2 separate regions of the Rattus norvegicus genome follow, and region 1 is linked to region 2. A link is a contact called in public Hi-C data. All regions are on one chromosome and are shown on one strand. Each heading gives the region's core, a stretch centred on a gene start, on an enhancer-like site or on the middle of the called end of the contact. The rest is flanking DNA. Distances are from core to core; before and after follow the strand shown. Region 1 holds the start of Tln2 (talin 2). Region 2 overlaps Tln2 (talin 2).

Evidence for each region. Hi-C and Micro-C count contacts between places; a contact is called where the count stands out from the background.
Region 1: a Hi-C map of Schwann cells shows a contact between it and region 2, with 2.3 times the contacts expected there. The contact joins the promoter of Tln2 here to the enhancer-like site in region 2. A contact is called at or near these places in 6 of 12 Hi-C or Micro-C datasets (the Rat2 cell line, Schwann cells, hepatocytes and 2 more).

What each region holds. Positions count from the first base shown.
Region 1 is chr8:77,131,244-77,134,795 of GRCr8, reverse strand. It overlaps Tln2 (talin 2), which reads left to right and starts at 1,435. Exons shown (of 59, transcript NM_001419941.1): 1 at 1,435-1,609.
Region 2 is chr8:76,805,824-76,809,201 of GRCr8, reverse strand. The region is part of intron 32 of Tln2 (talin 2); the gene reads left to right. Among named protein-coding and RNA genes, the nearest start is that of Mir190, 75 kb to the right of the region's middle. Within about 2 kb of position 1,376, at least 4 of the 93 cell types and tissues checked have an H3K27ac peak or open chromatin away from gene starts, as enhancers often do. A contact at or near this core is called in Schwann cells, where this site is marked.

The DNA of each region.
Region 1 (3,552 bases), core at 186-2,685, 330 kb before region 2:
TCTGGGAAACAGGAATGTTTATTCATGGGGCAGGGAAAAGTCTGTCCTGAAACTTTTAGGACTGCCTCAAACAGCCCAGTAATTTGTTTTCTGATTGGGGATTCTGATGGATAAAGTGTATTTACTGCAAAGGAAGTAAGTTACAATGTTTTACTCTTAAGACCTTGCTTCTCAACCTTCCTAATGCTGTGACCCTTTAATACAGTTTCTCACGTTTTGGTGACCTCCTTATCCCAATCATAAAATTATTTTTGCTGCTATTTCATACCTGCAATTTTGCCACTGTCTTAAATATCTGATATGTGACCCCTGAGAAAGTCGTTTGACACCCTCCCCTCAGGAGTCTCGTCTAGTTTCTCCATTATGCCAGGCTTGTTCAAGGTCCCAAAGCACTCCTTGAAGATAGTTTCAAGTTACAACGTTGATTCACTCTTGGATGTACAGTGACCACAATTTCAAGCTGAGAGACACTAATGCTGCTATAGTCGCATTTGAGGAGCTGAAGAGATTTGTTCTCTACTTCTTGGGAAGACAAGTCTATCCTGGTCACTCTGTGTCCGGCTGAGGAAAAATAACCATCTAAGCCTTTTCGTATTAATTTTTTAAAATTATAAAAGTTAAAAATAAAACTAGAAGCAAGCAGAAAGAGAAAAAAACCCCACAATTTCACAAACCACTGGAACACAGGGTGAACACCTTGGTTAATTTATTCTATCTGTCCTCTCTGTGTCTCTCTATACATCATAATTTTAAAGGAAACGGACTTTGTGATTTGTTCTCCTGTGTCCTTCACAGTGGCAACTAGGATAATTTTCACTTTGTACCCTGCCATCCCAACATCCCCCAGCACATGTAAATACAGGGGATGCATAAGTGACTTAATTCCAGGGTATGATAGAAAGATACACAAATGAATGAATGTATGTATGAAGCAAGTCACCCATACAGTGGGTCTTGGTGAGGCAGGTCTTTAATCCCTGTACTGAAGGAGGCGGATTAATTTGAGTTTGGGCCCAGCCTGGTCTACCTAGTGTGATGCTGTCTCGAAAAAAAAATTTAGTGCAATAGGCACACCCACTTTGCTGTCCATCTTTCTGGAAGAATGGTTTCCTAAATTCAAATGACTGGCATCCGTTCTGCCACCCTTAGGGCTGGATCCACGCCTGGTAACCTCCAGGACCCAGCCCGTGGTCCAGGAGGGACGCTGAGAAGACTCAGAGGCCTCATGCCAGCAGACGCCTGGTCTCCATGCCGCCTCATCGGTCTTCAGAGCCGGGCCAAGATTCTGGGGCAGTCGGGGGTGTCCTCTGCGCCTCTTGCACGCGGACCCCACCACAGCCCCGCGCGCGCCCCCATCCCGCGCCCGAGGTGCGGACACCCAGGAGCCGGGTGGAGAGCTCCGCCGCGCCGTCCCCCAGTGATGACGCGCTTCCTGCCCTCCCGGCGCTCGCGGGCCGTGCGCTCGCGCTCGCCCTCGGCTCCGGTTCCGCGCCCGGAGCCAGCAGCAGCGGCGGCGGCGGCGGCAGCGGCGGCGGCGGCGCAGCGTGAGCGGAGCTGGCTGCACTCGGGGGCTGGCGCTCCGCAATGAGACAGTAGCTGCATCCCCGCGGTAAGGCGCGGCGCGTGGCGCTGCCCAGCTCTCCAGCCTGCATGCGCGCTGCAGGGATTTTTCAGTGCCTTTTCCCTCCCCTCTCTAGAAGGAATATGTGGGTGGTTTTCTTCTCGGGTTTGCATCTCGTAAGTGATGTCAATGTAGAAAAACCCTGTCAAGCTTCTAGATTTCATTGCCTATCCTAGGTTTTTGGTGTTTGTTTTTCTTCTTTGCAAGAAAAGAAAAATAAATTGCAATGAATGCACCTGTCTATTGCACATGTAGGTTTCGCTGCACTCAAGCCGGGTGCTGGGGTTTGCAAACAGTCTTGCAGCCGGAGTCCGAGAGCTGATCCCTAGCCTTAGGCAGCTGATCCCTTCTCGGGCTCAGTCCTCGGGTTTCCGGTAACGGGGTCGGAAAAGCGGCCGGGTCTGCACCGAGGAGCCCCCTGGACTCGGGCGGTGACCCCGGCGCCGACTGTGTTGGCTGAGAGCAGAGCGGCTTCATTCCAACACTGGCTGCCCCTACTTCAAGCGCCACTTTGCAAACAAGTCTCCCGCCTCGGCTTGTGGAGAAGACACTCCGGGCTGCCTCCTAGCCCCCGACTCTGAGACCTGCGGGTTGCTGGACTCCCCCTTTCCCTGGCTGTCTTGCCCATAACCAGCTGCCGGCCGAGGACCGCTTAGGGATAGCGCGGGGCGGAGAGCGAGGGCAGGGTTTGGACCCAGTGCGGCGGCCTCTAGTCTCCTTCCCCGACCCTCAGGAGCCGAGATTTCGCGCCGGCGGGGATCGGGAGGGATATGGAGCCTGGCTTTTCGGGGCCCAAGGAACGACGTTCAAGGGCGCCATATTTTCAGTGGGTTTTTACAGAGGCTAAGGGGGCGCCCACTTTCCGAAGCCCCCCGGGAAAGCCTGAGCGATTGTCGTTGGGAAAGTTTGCGCGCCGGGGCGAGCTAAAAGGTGGATGTCCCCACAAGGGCGCGCGGACTGCATCGCGTCACCCAGGTCTAGGCTGGGTCTGTGGGGGGTGGGGGAAAGCGGTGCAGGGGACCGATGCACGTGGCTCGCGGGTGTCACAGTGCAGGGGAGTCATAGCACTTGGGGCAGTTTGGCGCTGAGCACACGCCCCTCTTTTCCCCAAGCTACTGCTGCCAGCGCTCCGCCGGAGCTGTGCGCACCGCCTCTCCCTGGCCCGCGCACGTTGCTGAGCGTTTTCTTCAGTAACCCCCAGCCCCCAGCACTGGGGATCGCGGGGTGCTCCACCTGGCGCGGGAGCTCACTCCAGGCTGGAGAGGAAGCGAGTCGGTTCGTAGATGGGCCAAGGGCCTGGCTTATGTGGATCAGCCTGAAGCCTCCTGTCGTCTCCTAGCTTGTGGAAGCGACAGAAGTAGTAGCACTAGCGGCTGTGTGCCGGGTTTTCTCTGGCGCGGGGCTGGTGGAGGAAAGGGGGGCGTTTCCCGAAGTCGGGGCTTCAGGTGACTCGCGAGAGAACTTGTTTTCTTGATGCTGTTGATGGAGCAGAGATGGAAGGAGAGAAGGCAGTGCTAATGAAAACTAAGTACGGGTAATTTCCAGAGAATGGGAAGAGGAGTGAGCTGGTGTTTGGGGTTGTAGGGGGACACAAAGAATAGTAGCATGGTGTCCTGAGGAAGCGCTCCCTGGAACACGTAATTAAGAGCACCGTGGTACGCCTAGTGCCAGTTTTGATTCTGATAGCTCCTGGTCGAGGGAATTACCATTTTCTATGTTCTAGCTCCCGGATGTAGTGACTTTTTAGAAGTGGACCGGTGGGGGAATCTTTACTACATACATAGTGACCACTCCTTTCTTGTGAAGGGGCAGGGCAGAGTGTGTTTGTTAACCTGTGATTGGCTGAGTGCAGGAATGTGTTAGCTTTTCGCCTTGGTGTCTTAATCAAACAGTGTCACAGTGGAGAGGTCTTGTCAGCACTTGGGATCTTC
Region 2 (3,378 bases), core at 127-2,626:
TTTTAGCACCCTTCCCTCCAGTTGCACTCTCTTCAGGGATCTAATATGGCCGTAGCCATAGCCACCACTGTGACACTTGAGCTCAGGAGGTAGGATTGACTGAAGATTTGCAGGGCACTGGGCTTCAGTGATAGCCCAGAGCCATCCCACTCAAGCGGCCTCACATTCATTTTACCATACTTCAGACAAAGGCTATGTTGTGATTCTGTGCTGTTGCATGTATCCGCAGCAGTGTTTCATGTCACATTGTGTGTAACACTGCTGGGGGCAGTGGGACACTAATTGAGAGGTGACTCGGGGAACACAGAATAAGGGGAAACTTTTCAAAATGAGCACTTGGTGATAAGCTTCAATTCTGCCTGCATTTTTATTCATTTTGCTTTGATTATTTATCTATCCGGAGATGGGGTCTCTCTGTGCAGCTGTGGATGGGCAGGAACTCTCTATGTAGACTGCTGACCTAGAACTCCCACAGATCTGCCCCCCTCTGCCCCCCCACTCTTAAGATCAAGCACGCACTTGGCTTGCATTTGATTTGTTGTTTGTTTTGTTGTTGTTCCTGTCTTTAAGCTGTTGGAGTTCAAAAATCTGAATCCCAATTGAAGGCACTTTAATAGTTTACCTGCTCGATCAGGTGTTCAGACGGCTGAACCTGCCCCAGCTTTGCTGCCTGTGAAATGGGGCATGAGCTCCAGCTACCTTTGACGGTTCTTAGCCTTCATGGAAAGAACCATCTGAGGAAGCAAGAATTTCTTTTGACTTGCAGCTTGAGGATGCCGTCTGTCATGGCAGGGTCGTCACAGTGGAGGGACTGTGAGGCAACATTGCTTCTACTCTCAGAAAGCCAATCAATGAACGCTGGTGCCCAGAAGCTCACAGCTTCAGCTTCTCGCCTCTGTTAACCCAATTCCAGAAACTCCCTTACAGGCACTCGTCGTGCTCAGTCTCCCGGGTGAATCTGAGATCCTGTCGAGGTGACAGTCAGTATGAACTATTGGAGCAGCAGGTACATTTCGTGGCAAACGGTAGCCAGAGCCACAGGCGACTACAAAATTATCCTCTCATCAGCCTGCTCCAGCCTGTATTTCACTTGTATTTGCTCTGGTAAACAAATGCCCTGCCTTGACAATGGGGTGGGACAGAGTGGGCGTGTGTTCTGTTTGGTCCCATTCCTTGAAAGGATGCTTTTTTTTCTTACTTTTTTCCCCTCTGCTAAGAGCCTTTGGGGAAGACAATTGAAGTTTCTAGGTGTCTGAACTCTGATGTCTTTTATTACCTTCATTTTTTGCATCATTTCCAAGTTGTAGTTTCCAGCTTTAATGAGCTGTTCACTCTCTCAGACTGTGAGAAGAAGGGCAGAATATAAATTGGCTTTTTAAAAGCCAGCTATAGAAGGCCACACAGACCAGAAAAGAATTATGGCTCCAGCTAGCCACAGGCCCCCTGGTGGTGACACTGAGAACAGGAGCTCAGATGGAAATGGCTCTCAGCCTGGGGCCCAGCTTTCAGCCTGACAGTGAAGGGGCGCTGGAGGGGTTTTAAAGCCCAGGAGGCACTCGGAACATCTAGAGTGGAAGTGCTGGTGTGGAATGTGTGGAAAGACAGTGGTGCAGTGGCCCTGGCACCTCCTTTGTGATGTCTGCCAGATCCGGGGGTCTAGCAAGCTCCCGGGGAGATACAAGCATTGTCTGGCTAGGGCCCCATCTATTGCTGCTTGTTTCGTAGGTTCTTCCTAGAGATGAACTATATATATATATATATGTATATATATATATATATATAATGGGCCCAATAGGGACCAAGAGCAGCATGGATGCTGGATACTGGATGTTAGGTGCACACACACAGGCCATCTAAGTACATAGGAGATTGAGCAATGGGGTCCTCAGTCTTCAAGTTCACGGTCCTTTTCAGTCTGGCAAACAGCCCAGCCATGCTTGTGCTTTGTGCATGTCCATAACTTGCCTATTCTATCACTATTCTCTTGCTATCCTATCCTATCCCATCCCGTCCCATCCCATCCCATCCCATCCCATCCCATCACTGTCAACTTTGCTATGCCCCTTGCTTTTGGAGAGGCTCTGCAATCCTTGGTGATCTGGGCACAGATGCTGCTTCTGAAAAAAGTACTGGGGTTATCTCTTCTTCACCTCTGAATTCCATTTCAGCATCTTGGGATTGATGACAAGCTTTGGTTTGTGGCCCCTGTAGGGAAGAAGTTGGGTACTGTCTTATGCCCATCTTGGTCATCTCCTGTGTGGCTAGTCAGGCCCTGGCCTTGTCTTCAAAGTCGTGTGGAGCTGGAGAGCCTTTGTGAACCATTCATCTGACTCCTCCCCATGCAGGGGTTGGTGTGTTAGTCTGATGCTCCTTAAACTTAGGGCTGGAATGGAAATCCAGTCTGCAGCTGCAGGAAGGGCTTGTTCCCTCTGAGCATGGTCCCCCCTGGTGTTCCTGTGCGTCACCCTGACTGTAGGAACAGCTGGCCACCTGTTTTCCTGTCTCCTGAGGGTCGACCCTAGGAAGCAGAGGCTCCTCCTGTCCCCTGGATACTGATAAACAGGTTTCTTCCCATCTCCTGAGACAGAGGCTGTGGCAGAGAATGACCTAGCAAGCTGCACACAGGGAGGATGGATGGCCTACAGAAATGGCAGCTTTCCTCTCTCTGATGGTCTCATCCAGAAGGTTCTCGGCCTTCATTCAGGATCAAACTCAGCAGAGACTCTTCGAATGTCCTCCTTCAGACCTCCCCTTTGTGCACAATCCCTGCCCCATGACTAAGGTTCATTTTTCCCCAGGCTTTTATTTGTCTTCTTCCTCATCCTGCCTTACCTCATGAAGTCTGTCTTCGTGTCTTTTGTTGTCTCGATTCTCCAGCCACATGGCCAGCACCTTGCTGGCCTGTCGAGGGAGATTTAAACTACATGATTTTTTTTTTAAGTCTGCAAGCTTCAGGAATAATACAGCCTAAGGAAGGCTTAAGGGAAAATGACTGCCTCTCTCCTCTCTTCCTTGAGGAAGAAACTAGTCATGGTTTGTTTTCCCTCCAAGTTCCTTGACAGGTAACTTTTTACCTTGTGATGATTCCTAGTACTTAGGAGGCTGAGGCATGAGATTGTGGGTTTGAGGCCAGCCTGTACTGCGTAGGAAGACACTGTCTCAAATAACTGGGGAGAATCCCAGCCAGATCTGTCAACCGTGAGTGAATTCAGTATCTTTGGATATAGGTGACTTTATAACCCCCTTTTAACCTCTGAGGTTGCAGATCTCCATTCTTTAAATACAGCTAGATTTATATTTAAAAAAAAAAAAAGCCTAAGGAAACAGTCTGTAGATTGTGAAATATGACTTTATTTTTTGCTGTGTTTGTGTGTACAT